Regions from separate parts of the Mus musculus genome. Here region 2 is linked to region 1. Evidence: chromatin contacts called from public Micro-C data. All regions are on one chromosome and are shown on one strand. The core of a region is the stretch at or near the end of the contact, and the rest is flanking DNA. Distances in the headings are between cores, read along the strand shown.

Evidence for each region. Hi-C and Micro-C count contacts between places; a contact is called where the count stands out from the background.
Region 2: a contact with region 1 is called in a Micro-C map of embryonic stem cells, with 2.8 times the contacts expected there. The contact joins two enhancer-like sites. A contact is called at or near these places in 2 of 484 Hi-C or Micro-C datasets (both in embryonic stem cells), 1 of 115 datasets of contacts at active chromatin or transcription factors (pancreatic cancer cells) and 2 of 9 other capture datasets (adipose tissue and liver).

The regions. Positions count from the first base shown.
Region 1 is chr5:24,383,454-24,390,570 of GRCm38.p6, forward strand. It overlaps Atg9b (autophagy related 9B), which reads right to left. Exons shown (of 14, transcript NM_001002897.3): 4 at 7,009-7,117; 5 at 6,328-6,469; 6 at 4,236-4,990; 7 at 3,934-4,090; 8 at 3,495-3,674; 9 at 2,857-3,093; 10 at 2,555-2,688; 11 at 2,300-2,396; 12 at 1,993-2,116; 13 at 1,771-1,910; 14 at 728-1,618. The coding sequence ends at 1,786. Nos3 (nitric oxide synthase 3, endothelial cell) reads left to right here. Exons shown (of 26, transcript NM_008713.4): 25 at 77-271; 26 at 365-1,021. The coding sequence ends at 526. Among named protein-coding and RNA genes, the nearest start is that of Atg9b, 5.1 kb to the right of the region's middle. Within about 2 kb of position 4,433, at least 113 of the 459 cell types and tissues checked have an H3K27ac peak or open chromatin away from gene starts, as enhancers often do. A contact at or near this core is called in embryonic stem cells and liver, where this site is marked.
Region 2 is chr5:24,748,516-24,755,344 of GRCm38.p6, forward strand. Crygn (crystallin, gamma N) reads right to left here. Exons shown (of 4, transcript NM_153076.3): 3 at 5,619-5,764; 4 at 2,487-2,674. The coding sequence ends at 2,539. Among named protein-coding and RNA genes, the nearest start is that of Gm33591, 5.1 kb to the right of the region's middle. Within about 2 kb of position 2,351, at least 295 of the 459 cell types and tissues checked have an H3K27ac peak or open chromatin away from gene starts, as enhancers often do. A contact at or near this core is called in embryonic stem cells and liver, where this site is marked.

The sequences.
Region 1 (7,117 bases), core at 3,183-5,682:
GCCCCGCCCCTCCCAAACCCATCTTACCCGGGCACGCCCCTGGCCTGGGCGTTCTCACAGCAAGGCCCGTCCCTAGACCTACGTGCAAGACCTCCTGAGGACAGAGCTAGCCGCGGAGGTTCACCGTGTGCTGTGCCTTGAGCAAGGACATATGTTTGTCTGCGGCGATGTCACTATGGCAACCAGCGTCCTGCAAACCGTGCAGAGAATTCTGGCAACAGAGGGCGGCATGGAGCTGGATGAAGCCGGTGACGTCATCGGCGTGCTGCGGGTGCGAAAGGGCAGACCTGGCCGGGCTAGGGTAGATCTATGCTGACAGCTCCTGTTCGGGTTCTAATCCATTGAGTTCTTTTCCTCCCCTCAGGATCAGCAACGCTACCACGAGGACATTTTCGGACTCACATTGCGCACCCAGGAGGTGACAAGCCGCATACGCACCCAGAGCTTTTCTTTGCAGGAGCGACAGCTGAGGGGCGCAGTGCCCTGGTCCTTTGACCCGCCTGGCCCAGAAATACCTGGTTCCTGACAGTCTTCCTCCCCTCCAGTTCCCGGAAAGAGGGATTGTGTCACTTCGTTCGGTTGACCAAGGCTAGCCACCCTCTCTGAAGAATGCCTACAGCATTGGTTGCAAGGCTGCCAATTTAAGATCTTTCTTCTCTCTCCAGTTTACCTAGGCTGGGGGGGGGGGGTCGGCCTAAATCTTGAAGGTTCCTCCGGCTGTGGTAGTTAGGGCATCCTGCTGCCCTCTTCATATGCTTTGATGGACTGTAGACTCCCTTTAACTCTCTCTCTGGAGTATCTTACGTTTAAAGTCTAAGTCATCCCGGTATTTATTGAAAAATTATCATAAAAGACCATGCCAGATGCCCAACCCAAACCTTGTGAGTTACAATGATTGAAAATGAGACTTGTTCAATGCTTTAATGTGTAAAGATGTTGGGATAATAATTCTTTGACAGTGAGTCCCAGACACCTCTCTGTAACCCAGTACTCTGCAAAAAAAAAAAAGTTTCTAACCAGGGACAGACAGTTTTGCGCTTGAGTGAACAGGTGCAGTCCTCAGCTTCCAAGAGTGGGGCGTGCCAGACATTCCCATGGCAAAGATGTGCAGCTCAACCATGAGCAATTTCTGCTGCTTGTTTCGTACAGGATGAGGAGTCCCACCCACTTCCTCCTGCTATCACAGCAGTGCTGACGTCCAAAACCAGCAGCCCTCTCTGGTTTTTCCACTCACCCGTCTCCATATTCCCCACCCCTAGTCCCACAGGAACTCAAAGGGGAGGTCGACAGGAACAACTTCCCTAACACTGAGTTGAACCATGCCTGGGCCCTGGCCCCACCTTGAGGCCACTGGGGTCCTTCCCAGGCAACTGCTCCACAACCAGCCAGGCTAGTGTTCTCTTATCCTCACTTGTGGGGCCCATCTGTAGGCTACCTCAGCTCACAATCATCTCCTACTTTTTCACTGTTCTCCGGGCAAGCCCCTCTTTGACTCCCAGATATGGCCAACTAAAATATCCTGGGCCTGTCATCGGAAATAGGAATGGAGCTCAGAAGATGGCTTCAAGTGTCCTTCCATGCCACCCATCAAATTTCCTGCAGCTGGAAAAGCCAGAACCTGTAAGAGGAAAGGACTGTTAGCAAGCATTCCAGGCACCTAGAGACTGCCCTACCACCCCAGATCTAACTAGTATCTCTGCCCCACCAAAACTGGCCCCAAGCTAGTTTCCTTATCCTTGCCTGCTTAACCCCCATGTGGGCAATACCGACCTGAGATATCCTCAGTCAGTGCAAGGGGCCTGTTAGGGGCTCCTTCTGGGTGTCTGTGTTCTCCTGAAACCCCTTTGGGAACAGATTCTGGGCCCTCTGGGTGCCCCACTGTTGTCTTGGGCTAGAAGCAGGACTGGAGCCTGGAGATAAATGTCACTGAGTGAGCGTGTCATGATGCACAAGAAACACCAGGATCTTGCTCCCATCCCCTATACTCCTCACCATCACTTGACCAAGATGGCTTCTCCTCATCAGGTGAGCCTGGCTGTGAAGGGCTGGACCAGGGCCTGGATGGGGAGGAAGCTGAAGCCTCTCCCCATAGTTCTTGCTGCTGCTGTTGATGAAGCTAGATGGTGAAAGAAGGAGAAGGATGAAGACCAGGGGCTCCCTCATATGTGGGGGCAGGAAGCAAGGCCTAGCTCCTCCGCTAGGAACAGAGAGCTCACAGTTCCCGCTAAGAACCTTTTAGATTCTGCCCCATTCCCAGCATTCACTTCATTCGCCTTCTTCCCACAGTCCCTCTACACACCTGATGTAGGTAAATAGCGTGGAGGCTCATCTCAGCAGAGACAAGCTCTGGGAGCTGGGTCAGCTTCTGGCCCCCTGTGCCTCCTGGGGACACACAGCTAAAACAAGATGTACCCAGTTAAGAGTCAGCCCCCTCACAGAGGAAGGCAGTCCAGGCTTCCCCTCACCTTCCAAGACTCCTCAGCACCCTAGTACCCTCTCCCAGAGAATCACCACCAATCCAGACTCCCCTGCATCTCAGGCCTCCACCTCTCACCTGGGGTCCTGGACCATTCGTGAAATAGAGGCAAGGAGGCTGGCTGTGGCTGCAGCAGGGCAGGGGGCTGTGGGACTCAGGTCCCTCTGGGGTGGGCGGGGATTTACCAAGAGGTTGGCAAGGAAGGCTTCTGGCTAAACAAAAGAGAGCCAAAGGGTGGAGAAAAGGATAAGGGGAGAGTCCAAAGGAGGGACAGAGATATGATGGGTTGAGCCTGGCTGCCAGGGTAACACATAAAGTTAGAAATGCCAGGGAGAGATGGAGGGTGGCAAGAACAAAGGGTAGGCAGGCGTGGGACTTACCAGAGGGGATGTACAGTCACTGAGCACTCCTGGGGTGGGGGGACTCCGAGTCGAGGGAGCACCCCAGGCAGCTGCATCTTGTTGTACCCGGCCCCGAAGGTGTCCAAGGAACTTAGAGCTGTGCCCTGGTGGCTGCCATTGTGGGTGTGCCAGGGAGAACCGCATTAAGGAGAGTTCGGTCTTTCCATCCTCTGCACGCTGAGAGAGTGAGGCCTCTGTCTGTCCCTCTGAAAGCCACTGCAAGGAAGGGAGTCCTTCTGGTATTAGGGACACCAAGATTCAGCTAGGCAGGATGAAAAATACTGCCCCATAGATGAAGGCTGCGATGGGAACTCTTTAAAGATTATCCAGGAGTAGGGCAGTGGAGCAAGGCATAGGCATTTGGTCTGAGATACAGCTAGCTTTGAATGTTTGCTCCCCTGTGCAGTCCTAGTTCCTAAGACAAGACAATCCTACACTCCACTCTTCCACCACCTAGCCCTCATGTGGTGGTGGTGGGGGGAGCAGTCTTTGCTCCCATTTATCAACTTATTTCAAAATAATGTACCAGCAAAGAGCTCTATAAACCTGACAAGCTTTAGTGAAGCAAACAAATGCCCATCCAATACAACTTCTTAAGGTCAGAGAAGAGCTCTAACCTGAGGATGCCCGTGGCGCTTCACATCCATTAATGCAAAAGAACAGATGTCCCCTACACCAGCCACATCCACAGTGAAGTGATGAAAAAAGTCAATAATCTCCAGAGCACGGGGGCGGAACCAGAAGAGCAGAAACAATGGGGTCAGGAGTGGAGACAGGAGCTCTTCCAGGAGGGAGACCTGAGGAAGCAGGGGTGAAGCTGAGCAGAGATCATACAAAGGACCCATGTTCCAGATGAAGGCTGCAATGGGGACCTACAAGTGATCAGGGTCCAGAGCCTCCAGGAACACTCTCTAAGGTCTGAAGATTCCAACCACTCATTCCGAAGCCGCCTCATGGACACACACTCCCACCCTGCCCATGTGACCCACAACTTCTCCCAGGCTAATCCTTTGTATAGAGCCTATTCCATAGCTCCCTGCAGGCTCCGTTACTCACTGCTCGGTACTGAAGCAGCTGCGCCATCTGCCAGTAAGAGCTGGCTCGAGCACCCGTTGCACCAGGCTCCTCTGGGAGGTAATGCATGTGCGCCAGGGCTGCCTGCAGCAGAAGCTGGGAGGAACGCCCCTGGCATTGCTCTTCTGGAATGAAGGACCTGTGGGGTGAGAAATGTGGTTAGGAGGACCAACAGGTGGGACGCAGGGCAGAAGCGCACGGATGGTGACAGCTAAGGTTTGCTAAGGGAAAGGTCAGAGAAGGGGCACACACCAATATCTCCTCCCAGATATGTGCCATCTAACCTGGCCACAGTGGCTGTGACCCCGAGCGCCGTCATGGTAGTGAGCACATGCTCCACGGCCAACACGTCCTCATCGTAGATGGTGAGCACTAGCAGCGCGGCAAAGAGAGCTCCCGAGAAGAAGACCAGCTGGCGGGCCAGCAGCGCGCGCAGGGGAGCTGGGGGCTCCGCTGCACGCAGGAAGGCGGCGGCGGGCCGGTAGGCGCGGCCCAGGCGCGCACGCAGCTCGTGCGGCAGCTCGTTAAAGTGGCGAAGCTGCAGGCGGGCCAGGCGGGACCAGCGGCGCGCCCCGAAGGCTCCGGGCTCGCGCCGCAGCAGCTCCACGTGGCTGTAGAAGGCGTGCAATACCTGCCAGGCCAGCACCAGCGGGCTCAGGGCCAAGTTCACGGCGGCCAGCAGCAGCACCGTGCGCCGCCAGCGGTTAGCCAGGACGCCCCGGAGGTCGCTGCGCTTGTAGGCTTCGGGAAGCTCCCAGCCCCCGCGGAAGAGTGAGAAGGGACCGCGGAAGAGCAGCAAGTCCACGTTGAGCGCCAGGCCGCGGCTGAGGAAGGCGGCGCTGCTCCCCCAGGGCAGCGGGCAGCGGGCAGGCAGCAGACCCTTGTTGGCTAACGCTACCTGGTAGTTGGTGTAGCGCAGGATGCGGTGGTGGACGTCCAGTTCCGTCAGCGGCCGCGGCTGCACACACAGCCCACCGCTCCTCTGCAGTTCCAGGAGGCGAGACTGCACCTCGGCCCAGGGTACCGAGCTGAGCTCCTCCTGAGAAGAGGGAACAGGGAAGCCTAGGGACCAGTATCCCTTCCCCTCCACAGAGACGCACAACCTCCACGACTCGCTGAGCTGCCTGCGAACTCCAGCCCTGGTGGCCTGCCTCCCTATCATTAGGTTGTGCCTTCTTCTAGACCTTCTGCTAATAGAAGCACAGCGCTTCTCCGTTCTTTCGCCCCTTCTCAATTATTCTGCTCATCACTTCTTGCTGACAACTCTTAAGTGAACTTAAGTGACTGGGACCTGGCTTCCTTTTTTGAGCCCCCCTTCAGCCCCACATATAAAAGAATGAGATATCTACATCGCTGCTTTCTGCCTGAGGAAACTTAAGAACGGCGACAGTGCTCACCCCCACCTCAAGGCCACTTCGTACAATCACTTGATTAGCTTTCACACAACCCTGCCTGTGTGTGTCTGCGGGGACAGAATGCTCCCATACTTCATTTGGAGAGACCCATGTGAGCTGCAAGCCTCACTTTAGCCCAGTCTCCCCAGTTCAGTTATTTCCTCAGGACCAGCCTCCACAGCTCCCCTGCCCAGCATCTTCCCCTCTGCTGGAGGACCGGGCCTGGTAGCGCACACCTTTAATCCCAGCACTCGGGAGGCAAAGGCAGGTGGATTTCTGAGTTCAAGGCCAGCCTGGTCTACAAAGTGAGCTCCAGGACAGCCAGGGCTACACAGAGAAACCCTGTCTCGAAAAAACCAAAAAAAAAAAAAAAAAAAAAAGAGGAAGGCAAAGGATGGGCCCCATTGCCCCAGCACTGGCTGTGCCTGGTGCCTCCCTACTCTAATGGCTCAGAACATCCAAGGGAAAGGAAGATATGTGGACCAATATCCTAACAAAATCTTAGGGACAAAGATAGAAGGAACATGACCAGGGGATAATGAAGAGGCCAAGAGAGTGGCTTATATTCCAAGTGCCCTAGAAGGCTCTATTTCCGGCAAGCAAGCCCAGCTCCACTGCCTGCAGGCATCCAGGTTTTTCTCACTTCCTGCCCAGAGGCTTGGGTAGCCCGCCCTTCACCCTGGCCTGACCTTCCTCAACCAATCAGGATGCCTCCTGATCTAGAAAGCCAGTGACAGCCCTTCCTATAAACAGCCATTGTTTTTACCACCCACATGTGACTGTAAGTCACTGTCATGACCCATCGAGTGAAGGATGCTTCACACAGGTCAGATCCAAGCTTGCTAAGTGCCTGAACCTGCCTCCTGACAGTACTCCAGGCCCTGGGCAGGTATCATTCAGCTTCCATCTTTCTGTTCCTCTCAGTGGGTCTTTCCACCTGAATGGCCCTGTCCAGTGCCCATAATGTCACAAGCAGGCTTACTGGGGGAATGTGCAGGGCCTCCCTGTAAAACACCTGGATGTCCCAGTAGCTGAAGAGGTTGCAGACCGAGCGAAGCAGCTGGAACAGCCAGAAGCCAGCAGCCAGGACTAGGAGGAAGACCAACAGGGGACTGTCGTGGATCCTGCAAGAGGTTGGACAGGGAGGGTAACATAAAGGTGGGAAACCCACAGAAAGGAAACGGTCACAGAAGGGCTGAGGAGGGGTCCTCAGTGAGCCCTTGAGAAATGCCCACAAAGTTCACACTTCACAAACGACATTCATGCCCTCTGCTGTTTGTATTCTCAGTCTTCCATGGGTGTACAGTGGGCTATGTCACATCATCTTGACAGCCCATGTAGCCTGCACTTGTGCATTCCTAACCTTTAAAGATGTCCCCAAGGCTAGGAATGTGGCTGAGTAGTACTGTGCTTGCCCAGCATGCCAGGAGCCCTAGGTTTGCTCCCCAGCAACAAAAATAAACAGTTGTCCTCACCATTAATTTCTAATAAGGTAAGTAGGAATGTGACTCGTAATTCAAGGCTCTCTGAGACTCCCAGCCAACTTGGGGTATGTTTTTAAACACTGAAAATTGATCTAGGCCAAGAGGCAGTGTGGGGAGGTCCCTTTCTTCCTATCCTTTTGTGACCTTACTCCAGAGGCAGCCACTAGATTGTCACTTACTTCTCTGCACACTGGGCCGAGGGTAGAATGGCATCTGACAAGGTCACTTTGCTGTGTAATGGTCCACGTCTTGTATGGTTCTTTGGTTGGTTGTTGAAGAGAACATTGT
Region 2 (6,829 bases), core at 1,101-3,600, 360 kb after region 1:
TTATGGGACTGAACTGCTGTCCAAAAAGATCAAACTCGTTCCCAAAGAACCATTGCTGAACGGGTCCACCTCCTCCATATCCTAATACCTTTTCTCCTCCATACCTCTGCTGGGTGATGGGCTAGAAGAGAGAGGTGGAACCCTCATTAAAAGTGGGTTGCAAGCCGGGCGTGGTGGAGCACGCCTTTAATCCCAGCATGCGGGAGGCAGAGGCAGGCAGATTTCTGAGTTTGAGGCCAGCCTGGTCTACTGAGTGAGTTCCAGGACAGCCAGGGCTACACAGAGAAACCCTGTCTCAAAAAAAAAAAAAAAAAAAAAGTGGGTTGCAAAAAAGTGTATGGCTATAGGGTCACCCCTGAGTGAGAGTCCTGCTGTCACCCAGTTCTTCTCCCTGCTTCCCTCGAGTACATGGTCACTGACTGACACACACATCATAAAGCGCTTCACTTCACGTTGGGAGCACAGCTCCATGGCTGCATGCAAACTGCCATGCTGCAACAACTGTCCTCTCACAGGTCGCTGGGCTTCTTTAGTTGTGTTTGGTGTTGGCTTTTTTTAGACAGGGCCTCACTCCTGGCTGGCCTGGAACTTGCTATGTAGATCAAGTTGGCCTTGAACTTGCAGTGATCTACCTGCCTCTGCTTAGGGGGGGGGGGGGGCTTGAGTCACCACAGCTGGCTTGCGCTTTCACATATGTAGGGTGCGTGTAACAGATAGGTTTGCATTATTTCACAAAGAACAGGACTTTTGGTTTTCTCCCAAGCTCAAGTCAAATATCCTAATATATGCAAATGTGTTTCAGTGTAGGGGCAATGGGTCTGAATCCTGCTTGCTATGTCATACCAAGCAAGTTACTTAGCTGTCTTAGTCTAACCATCTCATTTGTCCAGGGGTGATAAGAAGCACGGGTGTCTCTGTATAGATCAAGTAAAACTGCATGAATTATATCTACTGAAGAGCCTGGTATAAAGTCAGCGCTCAATAAACACCCATAGTAATGCTATTCACAGTAAGCAAAAGAGTGTGAGACCCTTAGCCAGGGCCAGCTGGATTCTGCCCTCCTCTGATGTGTTAGGGGCTGGAGTGGATGGTTATGGAGGAGAAGGAAGGACAGACAGGGCCCTGTCTTCCTCCAGGAAGGCCTTACTCACTCATGGAAGCAAGCTGGCTGCAACTCTCCCACAAAGGGGTCTGCTCCTGTTCCTGAGCAACACGCAGGGTTGACTCGAAACAGACTCCCTTCCCAAGGGGTCCTTGGCCTAAGCCTCAAGGGGATGGAGGGTCCCTTGGGAGCTGTCAGTTTTCTGAGCTTTAGTGGCTTCTGGTGGAATGCAGTAGAGTCAGCAAGCCCTGGGGACTCATATGGCAGAGGATACGCCTGTGCTCTCTACCCAGAGGCTGCTTAACGTAGCTCTACCTAGAACAATCCTCTACTGTCCTGGGGTGACCCAGGGCCCTGAGTCATTCATCTTTGCCCTCTGCCTAGCCCCTGGTGACAGCATCACCTGTGTGAACGCAGTGATTTTTAATGATATTCTTTTTCTCATTTCCTTCGGTGTAGGGAGGTAGAGGAGGAAATGAGGCAGGAGAGGTGGGAGACACTGGTCAGGGAGGACCAGGGTCTACAGGCAGGGGCAGGGAAATAACCTGAGCCGCCATCTTATCTGGACAACCCCCCTCAAGGAGCCTTTCCTCTCTCAATGGGGAACAACGTTGGCATTCGAGGATGTGGACCCCTTTATCAGAAACCCCACTGCAGGGGTCTCCTCCGGTCTTCCATTCCCGGAAACGTGTTCTCCAGATTTACGCCCAGCCCCAAGGCGGACCGAATGTCTTGGAAAAGATCTGATGACAGGGAAGCTCTATAGAGTTGCTCCGGGAGCCGCGCAAAGGCGGAGGCTGAGTGATATCCTGCAGGGACAGTCGTTGTCTAGTGCCTCAGGACCCTGATAGCTTCTTCCAGGTCTCCATTCCCCGGATTCCAGGGGCATGACTCCGCCCTTCTCTATCACCTGGCCTCTCCCTCCCAAATCAGCCAGGACTCTTCCTCTTAGCCAGCCCCTCCCTTCCCCTGGCCTTCCTCTCCCCCACCCCCAGCTCCCCCACGCCTCTTTCCTCCTGCCCCGCCCCTCTTCTTCTCGCCCCCACCGCTTCCCAGCAAGCAAGCTTCCTCTTCTCCCCCACCCCGCCCTTCACCTTCACCCCCTTTCCCATCCCCATTTTTCATCCTCCTCCCACCCCCACCCCCGCCACCTCGCCCCTCCTCTCGGGCGTGGCCCCCTAGCAGGAGAAAACAGCCTGCCTGCGTCCTGCTCGCGGGCGCCCTCGTGTGGCCTTGGGCCCCGAGGCGGCTGCTGCTCTGGCTAGGCTTTGGCGGGGGAGGGAGTTAGTTGGCTTCCTTGCTCCAGCAGGCTTCCTTCCCCCTGCCGGGTTGGGGCCCGCCAGCCGGTGAGAGGCCTAGAAAGCACTCCGAGGCCCGCCAGCACTCCGCTTTCTGGATATTTATTGCCTCCGTGGGTCGCACGTACGCAGTTGGGACTAGAAGAAGTTGAGCACCCGGCGGAGCGACTGCACGCGTGCGCTGTGGGCCCCCCAGTCGGAGAAGCAGCGGTAGTCTCCTCTCTCCAACACGTACATGCGGCCGCGGTAGTTTGGCTCCTCATAGAGGACCCACCTGAAGGGCAGAGGAAGGGCGAGTCACCCGGAGGGAACCACACGAGGACGCTTCCCCGGCCCCGGCCCCGCCCCCGCCCCTCGGTCCTAGCTCCTCACTACCTTGATTGACGATATCTGATTCGGGCTTGGTGCTGGGGTTCGACAAGATGGGGACTGCCCAGTAATTGACCATCCCATGACAAAAGCGAGAGCGACTGGGGATGCACTATGCCCAGTCACCCACCAAAGGGCCATTTTTGCACAGAGTACCCAGCTCTTGACAGGACGCCTGACACAAACTGGGGACCGTTCCCACTGTGTATCCACTCAGCCAACAGCCGTGGCGGTGCCTGTGCTCTAGTACAAGTGGGCTGTGCTGCCTGCGTTGTACAGAGGATCTGGAGCTGGCAGGACAGGAGGTCTGACAAGAGCGCCCTTGTGTTGGGGGATTTGGGGGGAAGGTGTGTACCAGGCCCCTGTCCTTTACAACCCAGTGGACCAGGGAATCAGGAAGATTAACTGGGAAGATCGGATGGGTGGTCTCTTCCTGGGAACAGGCATAAGGAAAAGGTTCTTAATAAGTATAGAGGTGTAAATGTGGGACCCAGGGAGAGTCGTCGTGTGGACGCTCTCACTTGGGGCTCAGGTTTGGAGGCTGGCCTAAGGGAGCTAGGAAGTCGGGGAGGAGGAGCCGCCAGGCCTGCCTGCACCAGAGGGCTGTCTCTGTCTTTACCTCGGGCTCTCCCCTCCCCCTCTTTCACTAGAGTAGAAAACAGCTTTTCTCTGGGGCAGGACTCCCTCGGGCGTGCTCGGGTGCTCACGGCCTCTTGAGGAGATGGCTGAGATCCAGGTTGTAGTATTACTCTGACCTCTCTTCTCGGGGAACCTCCCTCCCGCGATGTGCCTAGGCAGTTCCTACTCAGTCCCAAACTTCTCAAATTCCCTCCCAGGGAGTGTCCTTGCCTTTCTGCTTGCAGACAGCTCAGCCGAGAGAGAGGGGGAGGGGGAGGGGGAGAGGGAGAAACTAAAGGTCACATAGCTCACTTCCTTTTCCTTAGCCCTTAGCTCTTCCACTCCAAGTCATCGTAGGCCCCTCCCTTCATCATCTTGACCCCTCAACTGGTAAATGGTACAATCTGACAGTAGGGTCAGGGATTGGAAACTAAGGGGTGTGTGTGTGGGGGGGTGTCATGCTAGGGACGAGCAGATCACTTCCTTACAACCACAGCCTTCCACCACATAGCTAGAGTCTCCAAGAGAGTGAGCCAGTCTCTATTCTGTACTGCCCTGAGCCATCTTGGAGCTCTTGTGGACATTCTGAAAGGAAAAGGGACCTGGCTGGTGTGACAGCTAATCCTGCGCATCCTTGCTCACCTAGCTGCAACTCTTAGAGGAAAGCAACAGAGAAGGGGTCTCTGGGGAGGCGGCTCAGCAGATAAGAGCACTGGCTGCTTGTCCAGAGCCAGGTTTGCTTCTCAGCACCCACACTGCAGCTCTCAACTGTCTGTAACTCCAGGTCCAGGAAATTTAATGCCTGCTTCTGACCCCACCGGGCATGCATGTGATGCACAGACATGCATGCAAGTAAGACAAATGTATGGAAATAAAAATCATTTTTAAAATTTAGAGGGGGGGGCGCTCAGTCTGTTGGAGTGTTGGGGGATGTCCCTGCTTTTCCTGACATGCCTCCTAGGACACAGGTATGAGGGACCGTTCACTCCTGAGCTGACATGGAACCCACAAGGAACAACACTCTTGGCACAGGGAGGTGGTTGAGGAGCCCTGCTTTACTGCTGGCCGGATCCCAGAAAGGGCACCAGGGACCCAGGGCATCACCGTTTTCGAAGCTACTTCTGCACAAGACTTATATCACATAAGAGTTAAGGTTATCAAAGATAAGAACACTCTGGATCCATCATCTTGGCCTCAACCTCCTGGCCACTGAGACTGGCTCCTCCCTGGAAAGTGGAGATTATATTCTCTTCCATCCAGTGTCCACTCCTGCCTTCCCTCCCTCAGGCTCCCAGGGTTGCTAGGAGGATTCTGTCTTGGGTCTCCTGACATCTCCCATACAAAAGTATGCCTCTGATCTCATGAGACACAACTTAGCCTGGGAATTTCTCAAGGCAAATTGTTTTGGACTCCTACCCCTGGACTCTCGGGTATCATCTGCTTGGGGGAGGGGGTCAGGTAAGATGGTAGCTAGGGCTCTGCTTTGAGCACATTTTGTCTCCCTTCATCCTTTCCTTGACCCCCTCCCCGAAGGGTTTGATCCTGAACCTCAGAAATTCCATGGGAGCTGATTCCCCACACCAACCCTGTGCAGGGAAGCTGGGATCCTGTGGGGCTCTTCTGCTGGGGGCGGGGGGAGGTTGAAGGGTACCCAGCTCTAGGGTAGAAGGGGCTCCCCTAGGCTGCAGTCCCAGCAGGGCTTCTGCTGTGGAAAGAAAGGCTCTGGAGTTGACTGCAGTCAGTTTGTGCTTCTATAAAATGGTGATGGCTTCTCCAGAATGGGCAGGGAAGATGGGAAGAGAGTGTTGAGTGTTGAGCCCCATCTGTGTGTGCACAGGCAGATAGTTCAGGCGAGGGCAGGAGAAACCCCAGGTGAGGGGCGCCTGCATGTGTACAATGGGCAGGTGCGCCAGGAAGCTGCCCCACAAGGCAAGCACCGGGTCTGACAGATGCCTTGGACTAGCGAAGACAGGCACAATTCCCAGACACTCTCATCCATCCTAGGAGAGCCCCTTGAAGCCCATCTCCAACAAGTTGGTGTGGGCTGTAAGCCACCAGGCAGAGAGGCCCAGGCCCAGGGTTATCCGAGCTGAGAAGATGGACCTTCTCTGAGCAGGTGACGCTGCTGTGTAAGTTGGCACCCCAGGAAGCTGGGGTTCTCGTGAGTCACCCACAGGGTCTGATGGCTATCCACCCTACCAAGCCTGTCTGGAAGCCCCAGCTGTACTCACGCTCCGTCCCCATACACCTTGATGGCGTTGACACAGCTCTTGGCCCAGCCCCGGCTCTGCAGGAAGGGGCAGTCCTCCACGAACTCTAGGCACTGGCCCGTGAAGTTGCAGCCCTCGAAGATGTCTATGCGGAAATGCTCTCCATGCTCCAGGACAGGTGGGGAAGAAAAGCAGTATTTCAAGTCTCCCCCATGCATGGGTGGAAAGGAAAGTGGGAGACTCCTGGCCCTGGGCTAGACTGGAGAAACAGTGAGTTCTCCCCATCCCAACACACACACACACACACACACACACACACATATACTGGTTTTTTCCCATGAGTCCATGAGATGTGGTGGAGAAAGGGTTCTATTACAACTAAGGACCCAAGATTCAGTGAGGGCAAGGCTGCCTAGAAACCAGCACACTAGTCAGAGCTGGGGGTCACTGGCTCCCCTCAGGCACTCAGCTTAGGGGGCTCATGCCCCAGTTTTGGCTTCTCACCCTCAGTTTCAGGCCATGAGCAGGCAGGCCTTCAATTTATAATATTTTTAAAGTGTAATAGAATCCTTTAGGAATGCTGCGCCAAGACAGCTAAAACAATGCCTCTCATTTGTTGAAGTCTCTACTGGCCCTAAGATTCACCATAATTCAATAGCACCAGTACATACTGTGTGACCCAGAGGACAGAGGGGGCTCTCTCACAACTGGCCAGGTGCCTGTGAAGCCTGGGATGTCTCTGACAAGAACAGTCTTCAGAAGACGGCTTGTATATTTTTCATATAAACAGCATTATGCAGAACCCAGAGCCAACCATTCCACCAACTCTCTCCGAATGCCTACATCCTCGCAGAGACGCTAGGAAAGCATTCTTTCAATCAAACGTGCCAGAGCCCAGCTGATTCTGTAACTGATATAGAAAAGAAAGCCCCCTCCCCCGTACAGAGTGGCGCCTACCCAGACGTCTCACGTATTAGCCAAAGTGAGGCATGTAGGATGCCCTGGCAGAGTGACTTGCCGATGAGAGCTGCCCACACTGGTCTGACCCACTTCCCACTCAGAAGGCAACACTTGGAGCAGGTCTCATACCTGTGACCGAGGAGCCCTCTTTTCTCAAATCCCACTCTCAGGAGACCCAGCAGAAGCTGACAGGGTCTCTATCTGGGGTTGCAGTACCCCTCATTTGCTCTCCCTACGCACATCAGGCCACAGCTGTGAGATACAGCCATCTG